Linked DNA regions of Danio rerio: region 2 is linked to region 1. A link is a contact called in public Micro-C data. All regions are on one chromosome and are shown on one strand. The core of a region is the stretch at or near the end of the contact, and the rest is flanking DNA. Distances in the headings are between cores, read along the strand shown.

What was found. A called contact is a pair of places that touch in the nucleus more often than the background predicts.
Region 2: a Micro-C map of caudal fin shows a contact between it and region 1, with 20 times the contacts expected there. The contact joins the enhancer-like site here to the promoter of LOC101887111 in region 1. A contact is called at or near these places in 7 of 18 Hi-C or Micro-C datasets (caudal fin, embryo, hematopoietic stem cells and 1 more) and 2 of 4 datasets of contacts at active chromatin or transcription factors (caudal fin and embryo).

Annotation. Positions count from the first base shown.
Region 1 is chr11:46,019,151-46,025,289 of GRCz12tu, forward strand. LOC101887111 (inhibin beta B chain) reads left to right here and starts at 2,410. Exons shown (of 2, transcript XM_073917138.1): 1 at 2,410-3,407. The coding sequence starts at 3,029. It also overlaps a transcript of tmem63bb not described here.
Region 2 is chr11:46,216,872-46,223,010 of GRCz12tu, forward strand. It overlaps a transcript of tmem63bb not described here. Among named protein-coding and RNA genes, the nearest start is that of gli2b, 20 kb to the right of the region's middle. Within about 2 kb of position 2,625, at least 21 of the 62 cell types and tissues checked have an H3K27ac peak or open chromatin away from gene starts, as enhancers often do.

The DNA of each region.
Region 1 (6,139 bases), core at 1,160-3,659:
GTTGAACGAGTAATTAATTTGTTAATTTATTCGTTATCAAGGGCGATATGGTGATTGGTTAGTACTGTTGCCTCACAGCAAGAAGGTCGCTGGTTCGAGTTCTGGCTGGGCCATTTCTGTGTGGAGTTTGCATGTTCTCCCCGTGCTGGTGTATGGGGGAAACCGGAGCACCTGGAGGAAACCCACGCCAGCACGGGGAGAACATGCAAACTCCACACAGAAATGGCCCAGCCAGAACTCGAACCAGAGCACCGAAGGACACCCACGCCAACATGCCAACATAGGGAGAACATGCACACAGAAATGCCATCTGACCCTGCCGAGGCTCGAACCAGCGACCTTCTTGCTATGAGGCGAATGTGTTACCCACTGTGCACCCCTGTGTAATACATATGCTGGATAAGTTGTCGGTTCATTCCATTGTGGACCCCTGAATAAATAAAGGGACTAAGTTGAAGGGAAATGAATGAGTTTGACTGTTATGTTTGTCCATATTTCACTGATCATTGGAGCACCTGGAGGAAACCCACGCGAACACAGGGAGAACACGCAAACTCCACACAGAAATGCCAACTGAGGCTCGAATCAGAGACCTTCTTGCTATGAGGCGACAGCACTACCTACTGCACCACAGCATCCTTAATTTAATTCAGTAAATGTACTTAAATAATTAATATAAATCATAAAGTTATATAAATATTAGCATATTAATTACATACAATTAACATCTGCACTGGGTAAAATATTTAGCACAGCCTTGCATGCTTAATTTGAACATGAAAAAATATCCTAAAACATGAAATAAATAGTATAGAAAGCAAAAATTTAACTTTCTCAAGCATCATCATATTGTTACAACACTGATATATGTGTGTTTTATTGCATTTGTTAAAAAGTAATGCTTCAATGAATAATCTGCCATAGACAAATCCTATAATCCCGTTTACTTTTCAGAATTAGAAGCTCCTATCTGCATTTTCTGTTGTTGTTTTTTTTACTCCAATTTGCAAATGTAAGAGAACTTTGATAATTTACATTTAGAGAACTGTTAGACACATATTGTCTTGCAGACTGACGCTGTCACATGATGTTTATGACACTTAATCAGAATATATAATAACGAAATGTTCAGTTTGTCCATATTTGACCCAACATTAGGTTATGCAACCCAGCATTTTTGTCCATATTTCAAAAGTAATATCTTTTATCTTATAACCACACTATAATCAAGCTGGGTTGTTTTAACCTGACGTTGGCGCAAATATTTAATGTTTAAAATTTAATCTAATGGTTAGATTTGTGAATATTTGACTCAACATTGTGTTAAAACAACCCAGCATTTATGAGAGGCTATGTATTAAAACTGAAGCATATTTAAGCTAAAAGTTAATCAAATGCTGGGTTGTTTTAACCCAATGTTGAGTCAAAACAACATAAACTCCAATTGGCAAATGTAAGAGAATTTTGATAATTTACATTTAGAGTATATTTATGGTCTCTGTCATGTTAATGTATGAAAGAGAACTGTTAGACACATACTGTTTGCTATATTTATTGCAATAACTTTGACACTCAACATCTCAAAACCATTTAGAACGCAGACAGAACCAATTCCAAGGTGACGGAGTATGCATGACATGTGATGTCTTGTTTTAGCGAGTGGTGGCGCTGTTTTACAACTTTAAACTCCATCAGTGATGCGCTATTCATTTTTATTTACATAAATCTAAAATCACTTCTCATTTGAGTTCAAATGCCCTTTTATTGCATTTTTAAAAATATTTGCACGTTGTTTTATTTAAAAACAGCTGTACTCTATATTATAGAGCCTATTTTAATGCTCAGACTATGTAAAAGTGGTGCTTTTGAAGCAGTATCCGTGAGTTTAGCAGGTCAGTGATTTTTAGATGAGCTCCTCTGGCGCCTGCTGGACAAGTTTACGAGTTCACACGTTCAATCACTCAAACCTGTTAAAAAGTGTCGCTCATTTGCTTTCCATGACTGAAACCTGCTGCCTATAAATGTTTTTAGTCAAAGAGGATGCTCCATCTTTTCCACACACACATTTCGTGCGTTTTTTAAATTCTATTCAATAAAATAATGCACAATCACTTAAAATACGCATGTTCGGCATTATGCACGTTTTGTATTGTTATCATCAATAGATGCTGTCTTGTTTAATATTGCGCACTTTTATTGGCTAATTTAAACGCATGACTCTCGTGACTTCTGTTATTGTGCAACATTTGAATGAGAATTGCATTAAAATTAAAATGCTCTGAAATGTCGCATTAGTCCTGGCACATTTCCTCAGTCAGATCAGATACCTTTATAATCCTCTGGAGTTGCTGCTCGTCCCACGTGGTCCTTCAGTCCAGTATATAAACTTTCCTGCGGCTCTGAAGCGGCACAATGTCTGTTCGCTGGAGAGAGAGAGAGAGAGAGAAGCTCCCACACAGCATCCCGAGCACCGAGAGCGATGATGAAGAAGTGTCTGGGAAACCTTCACTGGAAGTCAAAATGTCCAACAAAGGAGGACGGGATTTTTTATTGAAGAACTAACAAACATAAAAGGCGAATGGTTATTTGGAAATTCCGCGGGTGACTGCTTCACACTCTCTCCCATCATCATCATCATCATGGAGGATTTTAAGTTAGCAGAGTGAAGGAATCATAACAGATCCTTTGTTTAGTCTGTGGGGTTTTTATTTGACGCGTAATGCTGAGATTTCCAGTCATGCCATGACGCGCCAGGCTCGTGCGTAAAAGTGCGTCCGCTGAAAGCAAGACTTTATTATTCACTCAAATGGAGAATCAATCGAGCAGAATTTGACTGAATGCATCACTGTGTGTCCGGGATATCCATAAGCCAGGATTAATTGCTTTGTGTTTTAATCACTCCCCAAGCCCGGACCTCTAGCAGTGGATCTTACACTTTTTTTTTAATTAGAGGGAAAACAAAAGAGCGACAAATAATCAAGGCGGATACGAACTTTCATTTCCATCCATCCAGCTCGCATCCTGGAAGATGAAAAGCTTGATGTTTGAAGTGCTTTGTTTAGTTTGCGTCCTGTCCTCCATCCGCGGCACACCGGCACCGGACACCGAGACCCCGAGCACCAGCACGAGCTGCGCGTCCTGCGGGCTCCCCAAGACGGATGGACCGGCGGACGGGGATTTCCTGGAGGCGGTGAAGAGACACATTTTGAGCCGCTTGCAGATGCGGGACAGACCCAACATCACACACCCCATCCCGAAGGCGGCGATGGTGACCGCGCTCAAGAAGCTGCACGCCGGGAAGCTGCGCGAGGACGGGCGGGTGGAGATCCCGAATCTGGACGGGCACGCGGCGTACATGCACGAGCTGGAGGAGGAGACGTCGGAGATCATCAGCTTCGCGGAGACAGGTGTGTGTTTGCGCACTTTAAAGATGCAGGGTTCCACACAATCAGTTTGCATTGTGACAACAAGCACTTATAAATGATTCATTGGATTTACAAACTGTTTTAAGGCGCGTATAGCAGCAAACAATGCAATATAATATGAGCTGAATTTAAACAAATTCATTAATTTGAACATTACTACATTTAATTTGTTTAAATTCAGTCTATATGAATTGTTTACAACCACTTACCTTAAAAAAGTGTGTATTGAACGTAAAACAATTAAGTTGTCCCCCCAAAACTAAATAATTGTGTTGTTTCAACTAATTAAAAATAGTTTGAACATGTAGTACACGTCATTTTCTGAGAGTGCATGCATGTGTGTGTGGCCGTCTGAGAGCGCGCTGCGCGGGGATGGTGGATGTATATGATTAGAGCTGTTCATGAATTACATTTAAAGGGGTAGTTCACACAAAATTGAAAGAGTGCTCAATATTTACTCCCCCTCAAGTATTTCCAAACCTTTATGAGTTTCTTTCATCAGTTGAGCACCAAAGAACATTCTAAGAAATGCTGAATTATTTAAACCAAAATTGGGTGAAATATGGACTAACCCAAACACTGGGTTAAATTTGGTCCTATTTTAATTCATGGCAGCACAGTGGCTCAGTGGTTAGCACTGTTGCCTCACAGCAAGGAGGTCGCTGGTTCGAGTCAGTTGACATTTCTGTGTTTGCATGTTCTCCCTGTGTTGGTGTGGGTTTCCTCCGGTGCTCCGGTTCCCCCACATTCCAAACAAATGCGCTATAGGGGAACTGATGAACTAAATTGGCCGTAGTGTATGAGTGTCTGTGTGTTAATGAGTGTGTATGGGTGTTTCCCAATACTGGGTAGCAGCTGGAAGGGCATCCGCTGAGTAAAATAATTGACGGTTCATAAGTGTGTATAGGTGTTTCCCATTACTGGGTAGTAGCTGGAAGGGCATCCGCTGTGGAAAATAGTTGACAGTTCATGAGTGTGTATAGGTGTTTCCCAATACTGGGTAGCAGCTGGAAGGGCATCCGCTGTGTAAAATAGTTGACGGTTCATTTCAACCTCTGATGAATAAAGGAACTGAGCTGCAGGAAAATGAATAAACGATAATTTAATTTAAAAGTTAACCCAGCAATTGGATTGAAATAACCTGCCATTTTTGAGTTATTTCAACCCAATTGTGGGTGTAATATGGACTAAACATTAGTGCTGGGTTAATTTTTAAAATTTATCAGACCAAATTATAAGTAAATAAATAAATAAATGTTAAAGTTTGTCCATATTTTACTCGAATTGGATTTAAATAAGCCAGCATTTCTTAGGGTCTACTGAAGTCAATGGTTACAGGTTTTTTTCAACATTCTTCAAAATATCTTCTTTTGTGTTCATCAGAATAAAAGAAAGTCAAACGGGTTTGAACAAGTGAAGGGTGAGAAAATGATGACAGAATTGCCAGTTGTGGGTGAACTGACCCTTTAACATCCAATCTTTCATTCTACAAAATGTTCCTCAGATGATTAAAGGAATCCTTCATCCACTCTAAACTATAATGAGCCGTTGTTTCCCAGAGTTGTCACATACGGATTCAAATGACACTTTTTAACCCAACGGTTGTATTTATGTTTGACTCAAGGATGGGTTAAAACAACCCAACATTTTGAGTGCCCAAAAGTACAAATTGTGTAATAATTTACTCACCCGCACTCGTCTCAATGCTTTATGAGTTTCTATTTCTGTTAAATATGAAAGAAGAAATTTTGAAGAATGTTAGAAATGGGTAACCATTGAGATCCATACACTAAAAAAAAAGCTGAATTAAAAATGCTGGGTTGCTTTTATTCAACGCTAGGTCAAATACGGACAAACCCAATGATGTTTTATTTTTTAATTAAATGCAAATATATCTTTCAACCCAACTGTGCAGCTTGTTCATATCTGACCCAGCGTTGGGATAAAACAACCCATCATTTTGAGTGCCCAAAAGTGAAAACAGTGTAATATTTACTCACCCTTTACTCGTCTCAATCCTTTATGAGTTTCTATTTTCTGTTAAATATGAAAGAAGATATTTTGAAGAATGTTAGAAATGGGTAACTATTAGGATTCATACACTAAAACATTCTGGCTTGTTTTAATTCAATGCTTGGTCAAATATAACCAAACAAACCTAATGATGGGTTAATTTTAAAAAAAATTACATTTTTCAACCCAACTTTGTGGTTTGTTCATTGTTGACCCAACATTGGGTTAAAACAACAAACCAACAACCAAAGCTGAAAATTGTGTAATAATTCACTCACGCTTCAGTCCTCACAAGAAACAGTTTCATTTCTCTGTTGAACATAAAAGAAGATATTTTGAAGAATGGGTTAGAAATGGGTAACCATTAAGATCCATACACTAAAAATGCTGGGTTGCTTTTATTCAACGCTAGGTCAAATACGGACAAACCCAATGATGTTTTATTTTTTAATTAAATGCAAATAATATTTTTTAACCCAACTGTGCAGTTTGTTCATATTTGACCAAATGCTGGGTAAAAACAACCCAGCGGAGTGCCCAAAAGTAAAAACAGTGTAATATTTACTCACCCTTCACTCGTCTCAATCCTTTATGACTTTCTATTTCTTGTTTAATATGAAAGAAGATATTTTGAAGAATGTTAGAAACTGATAACCACTGACATTCATACACTAAACAATTCTGGGTTGTTTTAACTCAAT
Region 2 (6,139 bases), core at 1,375-3,874, 200 kb after region 1:
ATTCATTTTCTTGTCGCTTAGTCCCTTTATCAATCCGGGGTCGCCACAGCGGAAGAAACCGCCAACTTATCCAGCAAATTTTTACGCAGCAGATGCCCTTTCAGCCGCAACCCATCTGTGGGAAACATCCACACACACATTCACACACACACTCATACACTATGGACAATTTAGCCTACCCAATTCACCTGTACCGCATGTCTTTGGACTGTGGGGGAAACCGGAGCACCCGGAGGAAACCCACGCGAATGCAGGAGAACATGCAAACTCCGCACAGAAACACCAACTGAGCCGAGGTTCAAACCAGCGACCTTCTTGCTGTGAGGTGACAGCACTGCCTCGCATGTCTGAATCCACTTTTGCTATTTTAAGGATGGTAAAATACGCTCTGTGCCCTGGCGCATGGTCTAACAAGGCGACGTTTATTCTCTGAATGAGTTCTGGGTTTGTTTTGAGCATAGTGTGCATTATCTAATCAGAGTCTCGTCTCTTATTCCCTTTAAGAGTCAGTTGTGTCGTGATTTGCTATTTACATGGCGGACTTTGTAAGTGTAAAAACTGAATGCTTCACTAGCGAGAAAACAGTTAAACAGAGCATCTGCAGCGCGAGGATAAAGAACGAGCCTCCTCCATTCAGCCTCTTTACTTTCTCTTTACTTTTACTCTTTACTCCTTTACTTTGGTGGCGTGAGGAAACGGTGGAAACTCACTCCACTGAACACATCCATTAGCCCACATATTTATTTTCCTTTATTAGGCACAAAGATTTGCTTCAAAACTATTTCAGAATTCAGTTCTAATCTCCAGCAAAGGAATAAATGAACAATAATAATGAAGTGTGGTCAGAAAACTGAGTTATATCCAAACACACGTCCTGTTCTTATGCCTTATATGGTGATGCAGACGTCTCCAGAACCCCACAGGTGGACAAATCTACACTTGTGTTCATTAAAAACAAATATAAATATCCATATAATAAATAATACTGACAATAATGATAACATTATACTAATGCAAATGGTCATGAATAAACTGAAAAAGCCCCCCAAGGGGAAGAAGGCATGGAGGCAGTGGTGTTTATATTGACGTAGAAATTAATAATTTTTCTAATATTTTAATCCTTAATTGTTTTCATCTGTAAAGATATTTGTGTATTGCTGTACATCCTGTGTGTATTCAGCAGTGTGTATGCGCTTGGGGAGCACAACTAACGAGCTCTGCGCTGGACTATCAATAGACCGACTGCTTTTCAGCCGGTCTATTGAGCAGTCTATTTTAGTTCCTCAAAAATAGCAATGCGCCAACAATGCGGCTTAACACACCTCCTCTTTAGACCAGCACACCCATGAGTCCACAGATTGGCTCAAATGGATTTGCTATTTAAATAATGCGGTGCAAAATGGGAATATTAAGCTTGAGTTGGTCTGAAAATAGCAACAAATCGCTCCAAACACATCTTGCGCCCTATTGCGTCTGGTGTATTATAGGGCAGTCTATACGTGTATTTTTTAATGCATGAAAAAACTTGACAGAGCTGTTGTCTCTATGCAAAACTTCTCAAAAAAGCTAAACTTAAGTTTTTAGTAAAGCATTTTACTAAATGCCAGAATAGATATAAAATGCAATGCTACTACGGTATATTATGCAATTAAGTAATGCATGGTATAATGTATTTTTTTAATGTAAGCAAGGTATGTATTATGCATGGTGTATAGTTAAATTGTAGTGAAACAAAGTCATCCCGATGTATCTAAAATTATTAATTATTTTCAAACACAGCTAATCATTTCATCTGCTGAAATTATACTACAGTAAATGCCGCTATATACAGTTGAAGCCCTCCTGAATATATGTTTTCCCCAATTTCTGTTTAACCGAGAGATTTTGTTCAACACATTCCTAATCATAATAGTTTTAAAAACTCATCTCTAATAACTGATTTATTTTATCTTTGTCATAATGACAGTAAATAATATTAGACTAGATATTCTTCAAAACACTTCTATACAGCTTAAAGTGACATTTAAAGGCTTAACTAGGGTAATTAGGGTAAAGTTAGGGTAATTAGGCAAGTCACTGTATAAAAGTAGTTTGTTCTGCAGACAATCCAACAATAATATTGCTGAAGGGGCTAAAAATATCGACCATAAAATGGGCTTAAAACATTAAAAACTGCTTTTATTCTAGCCAAGATATAATAATTAAGACTTTCTTTAGAAGACAAAATATCAGATGAAATACTGTGAAAAATTCCTGAATCTGTTCAACATCATTTGGGAAATATTTAAAAATGAAACAAAAAATTCACAGGAGAGCGAATAATTTTGAGTTTGACTGTATATTGTAGATGAAATATTGCATGTCAGTCTATTCCAATATCGTGCAGAACGATAAAACATGCAGCTCGTGTCACAACATACAGTAAAAATCTGGAGCTGTGAATGTTTGTGGTGTTTTACAGAAGACTGAGGCCAGATGGGCAGCTCTTCCAGATCTGTGAGTGTGAGTCATTGAAACGCTGCGGCACGACCGGCACCAGCTCTCCAAACACACTGAGAGGGTCACAGCGCCTGTCCGGAGTAAATCACTGAGCACGAGGCTCTCAGAGGGGCCAGATATGAGTGCAGGGTCAGAGGTCACAGCCCTTCATGTCAGAGAACACTTCACAAAGAGCCTCACACCCTGTCCATACTCAGAGTCTGAAACACACACACACACACACACATACACGTTCCATTCAGCATCATTAAAGCTGCTCCACATTCCAATTCAGCAATGGAAACAGTACAATGTATCCATGTGTATAATGTTTCCATTTGAACGTTAGTCAAATGTAACTTTTCTAATTTGGAAAATTTACAGATACTTTGTAACAGTTCTATGATATGTTGTAATAGAAATAATACTTTGTAAAAGTAAGAATTCTTTGTAACAGTTTAAAGATACTTCCTAACAAATAAACATGTCTAAGAAACAATACTTTGTAACAGTTCAAAGATACTTTGTAACAAAAACAATACTTTGAAACAGAAATGATACTTTGTCAGAGAAATTATTCCTTGTAACAGAAGCGATACTTTGTCGCTGAGAAACAATGCTTTGAAATATTTTAAAGATACATTGTAAGAAAAATGATACTTTGTAACAGAAAAGATATTTTTAACAGTTTAAAGATACTTTGTAACAAATGATACTTTGTAAAAGTAACAATACTTTGTAACAGAAACTATACTTTATAACAGAAACAATGGTTTATAACAGGTCAGTGATGCTGTTATAGAAATGCTACTTTGTAAAAGATACAATACTTTGTAACAGTTTAATAATACTTTGTAACAGTTCAGAGATACTTTGAAACAAAAACGATATTTAGAAAAAGAAAAAACACTTTGTAACAGTTCAACGAAACTTCGTTACAAATAATACCCTGTACAACAATTACTTTGTAACAGTTCAAGGACACTTTTTAACAGAAATGCTACTTTGTAAAAGAAACTATACTTCGCAAAAAAAATTACTTTGTAACAGTTCAGAGATACTTGTAAACAAAAACGATATTTAGAAAAACAAATAATACTTTGTAACAGAAACGTTACTTTGTAAGAGAAATGAGACTGTGTAAAAGAAACTATGCTTTGTGAAAGAATTGAAAATTTGTAAAAGGTTAAAGATACTTTGTAATGGAAATGACCCTTTGTTAAAGAAACAGTACTCTGGAACAGTTTCAAGAGACTTTGTAACAGAAACAAATTTTAACTAGATTGATACTTTGTAAATGAAAGGATACTTTGCATCATTTCAAAAGATAACAGAAACAATACTTTGTAAAAAAAAAAAAAAAAAAAAAAAAATATATATATATATATATATATATATATATATATATATATATATATATATATATATATATATATATATATATATATATACATACTTTGTAATAAAACAATACTTAAACAAAAATTATACTTTTTATCAATTCAAAGATACCAAGTAACAAACAATATTTTGTAAAAGAATTGATACTTTGCAACAGAAACAATGCTTTGTAACAGAAAAGCTGAAAGCATCTATATATTAAAATATACTTCATAACAGCAATGATACTTTATAAAAATGATACTTTGTAACAGAAACAATATCTTAAAAAAAGTTATAATTTAAACATTTTAAAGATACTTTGTTACAGAAATGACACTTTGAAACATTTTAAAGATACTTTGTAACAAGTCAAAGATTTTGAAACAAAAACTACTCTGTAAAAGAACTGATACTTTGTAACAAACAATACTTTGTAGCCGTTTCTAATGACTTGTGCTGTTCAGTATGTAAAGCGTAAAATACAGATTTATTTCATCATTTGAATCTGAAGAATGAATATTTATTTACTGTTAAAATGTAACTGTTATATCTTTAATTAATCTTTAAAGAATTTTTATCTTTATGTCGTAAAAACATTTAGCATTCTGGTTTTCATGTTTATAAGAAGTTTTGGCCATTTCTATTTGTTCATTTTTATGTCTGTAAATACTGTTCTGGGAAGAATGCATAAACGCATTTATTTTGTTAGTTTGTTAGTCATTAAAAGGTAATTTCAATTACCTGACATGTTTTTATATGATTTCTACAGATTTCCAGCATTGTTTTCCTGTTTCTCGGCCTCCTGGAAGTGTGTCTTCTGTGGTGTGTTTGAGCGGAGCTGTAATGGTCAGGCTGGAGCGGCTGTGATTCATACACCTGTCACGGGTAAATACACCAGAGCAAGAGGTCACTCGTCAATTTGTTTAGTTGTAGGGGTCTTGAAGAACACACTCTCTCAGGACCACAGCCTCCTCTATATGAGAGTGTGTTTCACTTTAAGAGCATCTGGCCATACTTTATGAACAAAATAACTGAAATAACTTCACTAAAAAAAGATTATAACCGAATTTAATTAATTAATACATAAAAAAAGTTTAATTTATTTATTAATATCATGTCGTTCCTGTTAGTTTTAGCACTTTCAGACAGCTTAGTATATAGTAATTTTGTATATTTGTTGAGTTTTATTATATTTGACAATAAAGTAAATACATTTAAATGTCAAACATTCATTCATTCATTTTCCTTCGGGCTTCGTCCCTTATTTATCAGTGGTTGCCACAGTGGAATGAACCGCCAACAATTCCAGCATATATTTTATGCAGCCGAAGCCCTTCCAGCTGCCACCCAGTACTGGAAAACACCCATACACACTCATTTACACACACTTATACACTACGGCCAATATAGTTTACCCAACTCCCCTATAGTGCATGTGTTTAGACTGTAAGGAAAACTGGAGCACCCAAATCAAACCCATGCCAACACGGGCAGAACATGCAAACTCCATACAGAAACACCGACTGACCCAGCTGGGATTTGAACCAGCAACCTTCTTGCTTTGAGGCCACAGTGCTAACCACTGAACCGCCCAAATGCAAACATTTTAAATACATTTTAGTTTATAAATAAGGATTTTATTGTTTGAAAATAGTAAGTAATTAGATAAAATGTATTGCATTAGTGTATAAATGTGTAGTGAATTACTATTCATTTAACTGCTGAGTAATATATGGACTTACTATATGGTTAGAGTTAGAATGCAGGCTAGGTTTAGGGTTAGTTGCATGTAAATATGCAGTAATTAATGCACTAATAGTAAACATGAAAGTCAAAAAGACACCTTAAAATAAAGTGTAAATCTGTATTTATCAGGAGTCACCAATCTCGGTCCTGGAGGTCCGGTGTCCCTGCAGGGTTTAGCTCCAACATGCCTCAACACACCTGCCTAGATGTTTCAAGTATACCTAATAAGACCTTGATTCGCTTGTTCAGGTGTGATTTATTAGGGTTGGAGGTAAAATCTGCAGGACACCGGCCCTCCAGGAACAAGTTTGGTGACCACTGGTATAAATAAATATATTTTAAAAAGTAGTTAGTTAGTTTGTTCACCTCAGGTGAAGGAAATCGTGTATTAAAGGCTTTTTCTCTCTCTGTATGTGTGTAGAAGTGTATAAAAATGCCAACGCGGAAACAAAAACACATTTACTTTGTCAACTTTGGTGATCTCAGAGGTGCAACATCTCATATTTGGTTACATTTAAATCCACTAATAATA